2 separate regions of the Mus musculus genome follow, and region 2 is linked to region 1. The links are chromatin contacts, called in public HiChIP or PLAC-seq maps. All regions are on one chromosome and are shown on one strand. The core of a region is the stretch at or near the end of the contact, and the rest is flanking DNA. Distances in the headings are between cores, read along the strand shown.

Region 1 (4,740 bases), core at 381-2,880:
ATAATCCCGGCCTATTCAGCCCACATAGTTGGCATTCAAGGATTGTACATTTTAGTTCTGAATTATTATAATCTATGATTCATTATTTTTTTTCTGAGAAGCACAAAGCATAGATTTTTTAAAATTATCTTTGAAAACTTCAAATTTGAATGCTGGATGGAAAAATGAAAAGAATTCAAAAGAACAAACCGTTATTGCCCTTGGTAGATTGTAAAAATCACTCTGATCCTCAACTCTGCTGTGTGTCCTTGCTGCTGCTGTTGACTCTGAAGCTTTTTCTACCAAGGGGAAAGCTGCACACCTATCTCTTGGATCCAGGCTGACCTTGCAACTTTGTACATGAGAATGTGGCAAATCTGCCAGCAGGCAAGGGGACCTTCCTGCTCTGGATGACCGTGCTCTCCAGTTGGCGTGAACAAATGCAAACATGTTTCTGTAGGATGAGATGAAGGTCACCCGGGCGTGCATGTTGCGACATCACTCAGAAGGGCATCTTCCAAGCTGACCAGATGCATGCGGACCCCAACTGAGATGAGAAAAAGCACCCAGTTGGTTCCAGGCCAAACTGTCAACCCACAGAAATGTGAGCTAACTAAAAGACTGCTGTTTGAAGCTACTAGGCTTGGGGCATGTTAATTATATGAGAAAACTTAAATGAAAGGGTTTCCCGTCTGTCAAGGGTCCAGAGACATGAAAGAGTTCCTGCCCTTAATAGCAGAATCTCAAGTCACCAGGTGCATGTTTACAACACAGCCTTGCTCCACCTTAAAGGCTGCAAAGAGCTGCGGATAGGAAGCCGTGTAAAGGGCTGAGCTCATGAGTGAAGAACTGGTGGTCCCAGAGAATGTTTGTCATGCAGTCAAAATTAGATATGCCAAGAGAGAAAACAAAGGTGAGGTGAGTGAGTCCGAGCCAGAGCCAGCTGAAGTTACTGGTGGTTTCCCTGAGAGCTTTCGAAGTGACAATAGTAAAATACTTAAAACGTCCATAGGAGATGAGTAATTTAGTGAGTGATGGGGAATTTCATGGCGGAGCCTTTAAAAAGAGACAGATCGACAGCCACGCCTGAGAATAGTCAAATTAAAAAAGTGCAGAGTGCAGATGGACACCGCAGAAGAAAGGAGCTTTGAACGTGAAGTCAGGCCCTTGGGAGCCAGAAAGCTGAGAGAGAGAGAGAGAGAGAGAGAGAGAGAGAGAGAGAGAGAGCAAGCCAAAAATAAAGGGAATGGGGGTAAGAATGGAGAAAGGAAATTTAGCATAACAGCAGTAGTCTTTGAAGGGGTATCAGATAATGAAACAAGCCCTTTGCTTTTCCTTCCTTTCTTCCTTTCTTTCTACTTTTTATTTTTTTATTATTTTTTTATTTTCGAGTGCAGGTAGAGAGGAGAAGTGGTGGCAGGTGAATAGCTGAAACAAAGTGTGCTGGATGAACATTTGAAAATTGGATCCCAGCGACTCATTGTTACAAGAAAATTTCAGTGAACACTAAGTAGGAATTTTTTTCTTTTTAAGAGAAACTTATCTGTAACATTGTAGTCAAGCCGATAAAAGCAAAAGAGTTAAAGGGAAGCGGTGAAGTTAGCCCGAGAGGAAAATGAATGCCTGTTAGATACAGGGGCACCGTTAAGAATCAGAGCAGACATTTCAGCAGAAACAATGCGGCTCCAAGACAATGGAATGGCTTCTTTAGAGAGGGCTGAGATACTAACAAAAACTCTCAACCCAGAACTCTGTATCCAGCAAAAACATACTTAAAAGTAAAGTCAAACTAAAGGCATTTTATTTGATGAGGATAAGAGAGAATGCATGGCCAGCAGATTAGACCTACAGGGGATGGAAAAGAAACCCTCCAAGCTAAAGAGAAAGGATGCCAGATGGGAACTCAGGGATTCAGGAAGAACTGAAGAGCCCCACAAAATGTCCAAGTGTAGGTAAATGTTAAACCTGAGTTTTGGATTTCATTTTTTAGAGATAGTCTTCTTATGTAGTTCAGGCTAGCCCGGAACTCACAATCCTTCTATCTCCAACTTCTGAGTGCTGGGATTGCAAATGACCACCACAGAACCCAGGTAGAAAGTGTTTTATTTAATTAGTTAATGCGTGTGGATGTTCTTGTGTGTGTGTACAAAGGAGTGTGTAGCCTTGGTTTACATGTGTGTGTGGAGGGCAGAGGTCAGTAACTTCTTCACTTTGTTTTAAAGACAGGGTCTCACTGGGCAGTGGTGGCACACGCCTTTAATCCCAGCACTTGGGAGGCAGAGGCAGGCAAATTTCTGAGGTCAAGGCCAGCCTGGTCTACAGAGTGAGTTCCAGGACAGCCAGGGCTATACAGAGAAATCCTGTCTTGACCCCCCCCCCCCCCAAAAAAAAAAGACAGGGTCTCACACTGATTTGAAGCTCGCCAGTTTAGTCAGATTAGCTAGCCAGAGAGTTTCAGGAATCGTCCTGTCTCTGCCTTTCAGGGCTGGTATTATAGGCATGTGTCATCACACCCCGATTTTATCTGGTTGTTAGGGATTTGATTTCAGGCCTCTATGTATGCACAGGAAAGCATTTTACTGCCTGGAGCAAATTATTTTTATGCATACAAAGTATATAAAGGGATATTGATATTTAAAATGAAAATAGCTACATGTTATCTCGATCTTTGCTATAAATGTAGAAAAAGATATGCAAAACAGCACAGAGGGCGGGGAGGGGTAGATAAGACAGTTCTTTCAAGAGCACTTATTCTGAGTGAAGTGGTAGAGTAATTCAAGTTAGTAAACACTCATTCTCTTCAGTATAGTAGCCAGCCGGGGGCCACTGAGCACTTAAAATACAACTATCGATCCCCCTCAAACAAGACTTATGGTTTTAACTAATCAGAGTTCAAATGAGAACTCAAAGTGAGACTGCCTTTTCCTCTTGCAACATTCGTTTTGCTGTGGCTTTTCTGTCAGAACTATTGTCATTTTAACTGTGGGTATAAAATGAATATTAGATTTCAAGACTCAGCATGAGGGAACTTCCAGAATATACGATCTCTCAGTACTATCTTTTATGTTTGTTATTTGTTGAAATGTAGTATTTTTGAGTATGTTGGGTTTGCAGTATTTGTCGTTAATCTTTGCGTGTCTGTTGTGTGTGTGTTTGCCTGTGTTGTATGCTTTCCTATTTGTGTGGGTGTAGACAGATGGCTATGAAAATGTACATTCATGGTTGGGGAGGTCTGAGGTTGGTGTCAGGTGTCTTCTTTGGTTGTTCTTCAGTTTATTTATTGAGGCAGTATCTCTCACTGACTCTGGAGCTAGCCCATTCTGGTTAATCTAGTTTGAAAGCCTCTCATGGGGATTGCTTGTCTCTGCCTCCTGAGTGCGTAGTTCATAAGCACGTACTGTGCTCTTGTTTTAGGAAACCTAACTCTGGTCCTTATTGCTTTCACGGCAAGGACTTCATCTACTGAGCCATCTCCCTATTCCCAATAAAAGAATTATTAATTTAATGTCAATTATTTCCTTTAATTTTGTTAATATAACAAGGGAACTTAGCTTTTCTGTAATATACATATGTGGCTCAAATGAGACTTTTATAGATGGAGAAATCACTAAAAATGTAGCATAAAATAATATAACTAAAAACTCAAATAAGGGAGATAAATTGGAGTAATGAAAGGTATTCATTTTACTCAAAATAATAAAGAAAGAAGCAACAAAGGAGCAGATGGAATAAATTGGAAACAAATGAAAAAAAGAGAGAAGAGTCAAACGGAATCCCACTAATAATCACATTAACTACAAGGGAACCAGAGACTCCAGTGTTTCAGATGAGGTTTAAAAAAATGTGAGAATTATATGGTGCCTGTGAATGAGGGTTTAACTATGAAGAAGGCAGACTGTAGTTGGTTAAGAAGAATTATAACAGCTCACGTGGTAGGTGGGTTGTAGAAAAATAGGCCTCGGCACATCAGAGCTAAAGAGAGTCAGTATAGTCAGCGGCTTTATCAAGAGCACACAACCAGATCTGGGTTCCGGGACTCCGCGGGACCTAGGAAATTAGTCTGAACAGGTGAGAGGGTGCGCCAGAGAACTGGACAGCTTCTGGGATGGGCAGAAGCACAGAGCTGCTGAGGCAGCACCCTTGACGGGCCGCAGACAGCCGGCCACCATCCAGACCAGAGGACAGGTGTCCGCCTGGCTTGGGAGGCGGCCTCAGCCTCAGCAGCAGCGGTCGCTATCTTGGTTCCGGGACTCAGCAGAACTTAGGAAATTAGTCTGAACAGGTTACAGGGTGCGCCAGAGAACCGGACAGCTTCTGGGACAGGCAGAGGCACAGAGCCGCTGAGGCAGCACCCTTGGCGGGCCGCAGACAGCCGGCCACCGTCCGGACCAGAGGACAGGTGTCCGCCTGGCTTGGGAGGCGGCCTCAGCCTCAGCAGCAGCGGTCGCTATCTTGGTTCCGGGACTCAGCAGAACTTAGGAAATTAGTCTGAACAGGTTAGAGGGTGCGCCAGAGGACCGGACAGCTTCTGGGACAGGCAGAGGCACAGAGCCGCTGAGGCAGTACCCTTTGCAGGCTGCAGACAGCCGGCCACCGTCCGGACCAGAGGACAGGTGTCCGCCTGGCTCAGGAGGCGGCCTCAGCCTTAGGAGCAGCGGTCCCCATCTTGGTTCCAGGACTCCCTGGAACTTAGGAATTTAGTCTGCACAGGTGAGAGTCTGCACCACAGAAGCTGACAGCTTCTGGGAACTGCCAAAGCAA
Region 2 (4,324 bases), core at 1,209-3,708, 850 kb after region 1:
CAGTCTCCATGGTTCTGCCAGGGTGTAGCTGTCTATGCAGCACTGGAATTTCATTAAACAGAACTTGGCATTTGGAGAGAGAGATCCCAATGTCTCTTTGCCATTGCGATTCCCTATGACAGAAACACCTACCACAAGTTGCCGCAGGTTGCTGGGTAGTAACATGGTCACTGACAGTCAATGCTGCCCATGGGGTTCCTGATCATTAGTTGGGAAGCAGTCCCTTTAAATTACTGAGATTCATCCACTTATGTACTTCTCTTCCATGCTAACAAAGAAAAGAGAGAAATGTCCCCAAGTGTTAATGTTCTATCTCTGGAATTGAGTTATTTTTCCAAGGCAATAAAATTTGAAGATTGCAATTAGTTAACCATTATGAAGACAGATCTTCAAATATTTCTCTCACTGTGGTGACATTTAAAATGCTTCCTGCTCCACCAAACAGCCCATTGGATTTTTCTCTGTATCTTTTCATAATGGCTAATTGCTAAGCAATTGATTGAATCCCCCTTTGTTCCTGTGTAATTTACTAAGTTGGCCAGAACAAGCGGCTTGACCATTTCTCGGCTTGCTCGTTTTGGTCACCTAGAGGGCAGGCTTTGGGCTAGAGATATGCTTATTTGGTTAAATTCTTGTAGACCGTCGATCTGACTATTTAATGTAGTGACTTAGGACAAAAGTTCAAAGGACACGCATATCTAAGTGTCCGCTGGGGAGTCTCTTAGCCTGCCTAAGCCTTGGGTTTGGACTTGGAAGATAGAAACAAGATTCTACCTCATACCGCTTAAGGAAGGGTCATAAGATGTGACTGCTTGTCAGGGCTCAGCCCCCTGTGTAAGCAACATAATCTATCACGTGAGTTGGCTTTTTAATAACATTTTTTATTCTTTGCATTTCATGCATTTATATAATGCACATTGACCATATATGTCACCTCCTGACAATACCCAGTAAGTGTCCCCATCCCAGTTCCCTACCAAAGTCATGCTAGGTACTCTTTTTATTTATTTCTTTCTATTGTTAAGAACCCCCTGAGTCAGGATCTGGAGAGGCGGCTCAGCAGTTGAGAGACACTTATTGTTCTTGCAGCAATGTAGGTACTCTCAGTACCCACACTGGGTGGCTCACGACTGCCTGTGACTCCAGCTCTAGGGGATCTGACACCCTCTTCTAACCTCTGTAGGTATTACACACACATGCACAACTGCATCCACAAATACACATAAATTTTAAAGATTAAATGTGTGGCTCATACTGGGCCATGAGGAACCTACCAGTGGTCATATCCAGAAAAGAAGGCGATTCCCTCCCTCAGGTGCTATAAGCTGCCAATAGATCCACAGCCAAGAGTGGAACTCCAACCCCTCCCCCCACCCATGCCTGCTGCAGTGTTAACTGTTTCTTGTGCTGATCATGTGTAGGTAACCAGAGCTGCTGCTGTGCACATCAACTTCAAGAAGTTTGTTATTTTCTCTGTCAGCTGCTGATGATGCAAATTTATAAGAGCTTGGACCAAATCCTTAACCTCTGTGCCTCAATTTCCCCAGTGGGCAAAATCAACGTAAGAATGCCACTGCTCATGTCTTAGGTTTATCTGATGGTGGGAGTTGAGGGGAACATGATGAGGGGTGGGGTGAAAGGGGACAGTGTGAGGACAGTGAGGGGACAGTGTGAGGACAGTGTGAGGACAGTGTGAGGACAGTGAGGAGACATGAGGATGGACCCAAAGGAAAGTTCATGGGTCGCCAGGCATGACCTGTATCCTGCTGCTGGGCACTCTTTCTAGAAACTTCTCTGCCTTCTGCCCTCCCAGAGAGTCTCCTCAGAGTCTGATCTTGGGGATTAGCATTCACAAATGCAGAGTGGCTGCCTCACATGCACAGTGGTATTCTTCAACACTGACAGTCCATCCAGCCATGTCTGCTACGTGTTAGGAGCCATGGTGAAATCGTCTCTATAGAGGATTGGGGCCGGGCAAATAAAGGGACAAGGGATGTCAGCCCTGAGCTGAGGAGTTGCCACCTTTGGAAGGGTTCTCTGAATGATGCCAGTGTGTGTTTTCTCACTTCTAGATGTTATCACAGGATGATAGGTAACGGATGCTGCTTCCCCCAGTCCCCGCCCATCTCCCACATAAAAGAGACATCACACTTGGAGAAAAGTAATTTCCCCAGAGCTGAGTCCAAAGAAGAAACATAAATCCGGGTGGCGCAAAGGAACAGGATCAAGGTCTCCTTAGCCACAGCCACCTTCGTGAGCGTAGAACTAGCGACTCCACGCTGCTATCTCTAAGGGGGAGGGTTGAGCTGCAAGTGTGTGTGTGTGTGTGTGTGTGTGTGTGTGTGTGTGTGTGTGTGTGTGTGGTCACGAAGCCTCCTGCAGTCTTAGATTCAGGGAGTTGGGCGTGGGGGCTGACTGTTCCCTTACTTTAGGTAGCCTGAGCTGTGTATATCAAGGAGGCATGCCCAGGCACGTGCCCAGGGATCTGAGGGGAACAATTGTTACACATGACTCACAGGCAAGCGTATCTCAGAGGTGGGGATGTGGTTTTATTTGCAGTTTCCATGGTATAATTGTCTTCATCCCCAAACCACAGAAACCACTTCAGTGAAACTGAAGAAAGACGCTGGTGTGCTAGTATATGCATGAAATCCAAGTGCTTGGGGGATGCTGAGACAGGAGAATGAGAACTAGAGATCATCTGAGCCCCTGTCATGGGGTGGGGAAGAAATAGGGAGGGGGTGAGGAGGGAGAGGATCAGGAGGAAGAGAGAGAGAGAGACAGCAGGCACTCTGTGGCTGTCTGGCTCCCCCCCCCCCCCCCCCCCGGCGGAGTGAGGGTGTGTGCATCTGCAGATAATACTGCGAACAGTATTGCCAGCATCCAGGGAGGTGCAGAACCTGTGCTGAATGGCAGGTGACAGGGTGTCCTCAATGGCAGCTCTCCCCTTGCACTGCTCACCCTAGTCCCCCTAGCAAGTCTCCTGTGGGTACCAGGCCCTCCTCACATCAGAGAGAGCTGAGGCTTAGAGAGATTTAGTGACGGTTTCTCCGAAAGTGGATAATCGAGGTATGAATAAGAACTTGAACCTGAAGCTTGAGCCCGATGCTCTGAACCCCACCTCCAATGGATGATGCACAGAGGGCTTGATTCCCCTCCTCTGAACTGGGAGGGAAGCCCACTCTTTCCATGTAGAGCCTGTGTTCTCTGTAGGATGGGAAAGCACAGGCACTGTGTTTCAAGGCAAAGCAGACAGGCCCTGCCCCTCACTCCGAGCAGTCCACGTGTGCAAGAGTGCTGCTCACACGCAGAGCATATCCGTGCTCTCTTTTACATCACAGCATCGATTTAGTGTTAGATCTGCCCCTCTAGCTTAGATCAGGGTCGGCCCCCACACCAGAACCGGGGAGGGCCAAAGGGAAGCATTCAGCCTGAGGTCCAGCAGGTCTCAGATCTGATGGACAGCTTTGCCTGAAAACCCTGCTCTACTAGTTAAGGTTCCGCCTCCATCTTTGGAAAGTGAGGCTGACACACAGGCTGCTTGGATTACAGAAGTCAGTGTCAAAATATAAAGCAAGGCCCCTGGGAAGCTGTCTGCCCCACAGTGCTGATGCTGTCCCTTCTGTTTGCTTCGTCTCCCATGGAGTCCAAAGGGACTGTCAAACAAGAACCCTGCCACAGAGCCACAAGCTCAGTCCACACTAAGATGGCTGAGATGAGGCCAGCAGGGCTCACCACTCCTCTCCCGTCCTCACACAGCGATCTGGGGAGCCTGAGCTTTCTGTTCTCACGCTCACTATTAAGGGCCCAGCCCAGCACAGTTTTTAGAGGCAGAGGCTTTGTTTTCTTTTCTCTCCCCGGAATGTGACTTCCATTACAGGAAGAGGCAGAAACTTGATTAGGAAGGATGGAAACACAAATGGAACCGTGTCAGGTCTCCCAGCAGCCTGAGCTATCCCGCGCTGACGATGGATATTTCTCACTCCATTCAGGGCTCCCTCAGATGACAGCCATTCCCGTCATCGTCAAAACAAAAGGCAGCTCGATGGGGCTGGTCAATCCGTGCCCTTTGCTTTTCTTGGATAAAAAGAAAATGACTTAACTAAATCTTCTTTTCTTTTGGATGAAAAGGAACTTTAAGGAAAAGCAGTTTAGTAGCAAATAACTGGCTTGAAGATAGAAGTGGGCTCCACTTAGCCACCTTCTCAAGTTGGATACAGGGGGAGGGGGGGGGAGTACCTGAGAGCAGGTTTGTGGCAGTAACAGCATCAGGCCAGCCACCACCAACACAGCCATTGTCGTTTGCAGAAAGCATGGAAGCTGC

What was found. HiChIP or PLAC-seq counts read pairs in DNA pulled down with a chosen protein or histone mark.
Region 2: a contact with region 1 is called in an H3K27ac HiChIP or PLAC-seq map of extraembryonic endoderm stem cells, with 16 times the contacts expected there. The contact joins two enhancer-like sites. A contact is called at or near these places in 2 of 484 Hi-C or Micro-C datasets (embryonic stem cells and extraembryonic endoderm stem cells) and 3 of 115 datasets of contacts at active chromatin or transcription factors (extraembryonic endoderm stem cells, stem cell-derived neural progenitor cells and trophoblast stem cells).

Annotation. Positions count from the first base shown.
Region 1 is chr8:117,974,086-117,978,825 of GRCm38.p6, forward strand. No RefSeq gene overlaps it. Among named protein-coding and RNA genes, the nearest start is that of Gm39262, 28 kb to the left of the region's middle. Within about 2 kb of position 1,631, at least 1 of the 459 cell types and tissues checked has an H3K27ac peak or open chromatin away from gene starts, as enhancers often do. A contact at or near this core is called in extraembryonic endoderm stem cells, where this site is marked.
Region 2 is chr8:118,827,978-118,832,301 of GRCm38.p6, forward strand. The region is part of intron 4 of Cdh13 (cadherin 13); the gene reads left to right. Among named protein-coding and RNA genes, the nearest start is that of Gm31893, 230 kb to the right of the region's middle. Within about 2 kb of position 2,459, at least 34 of the 459 cell types and tissues checked have an H3K27ac peak or open chromatin away from gene starts, as enhancers often do. A contact at or near this core is called in extraembryonic endoderm stem cells, where this site is marked.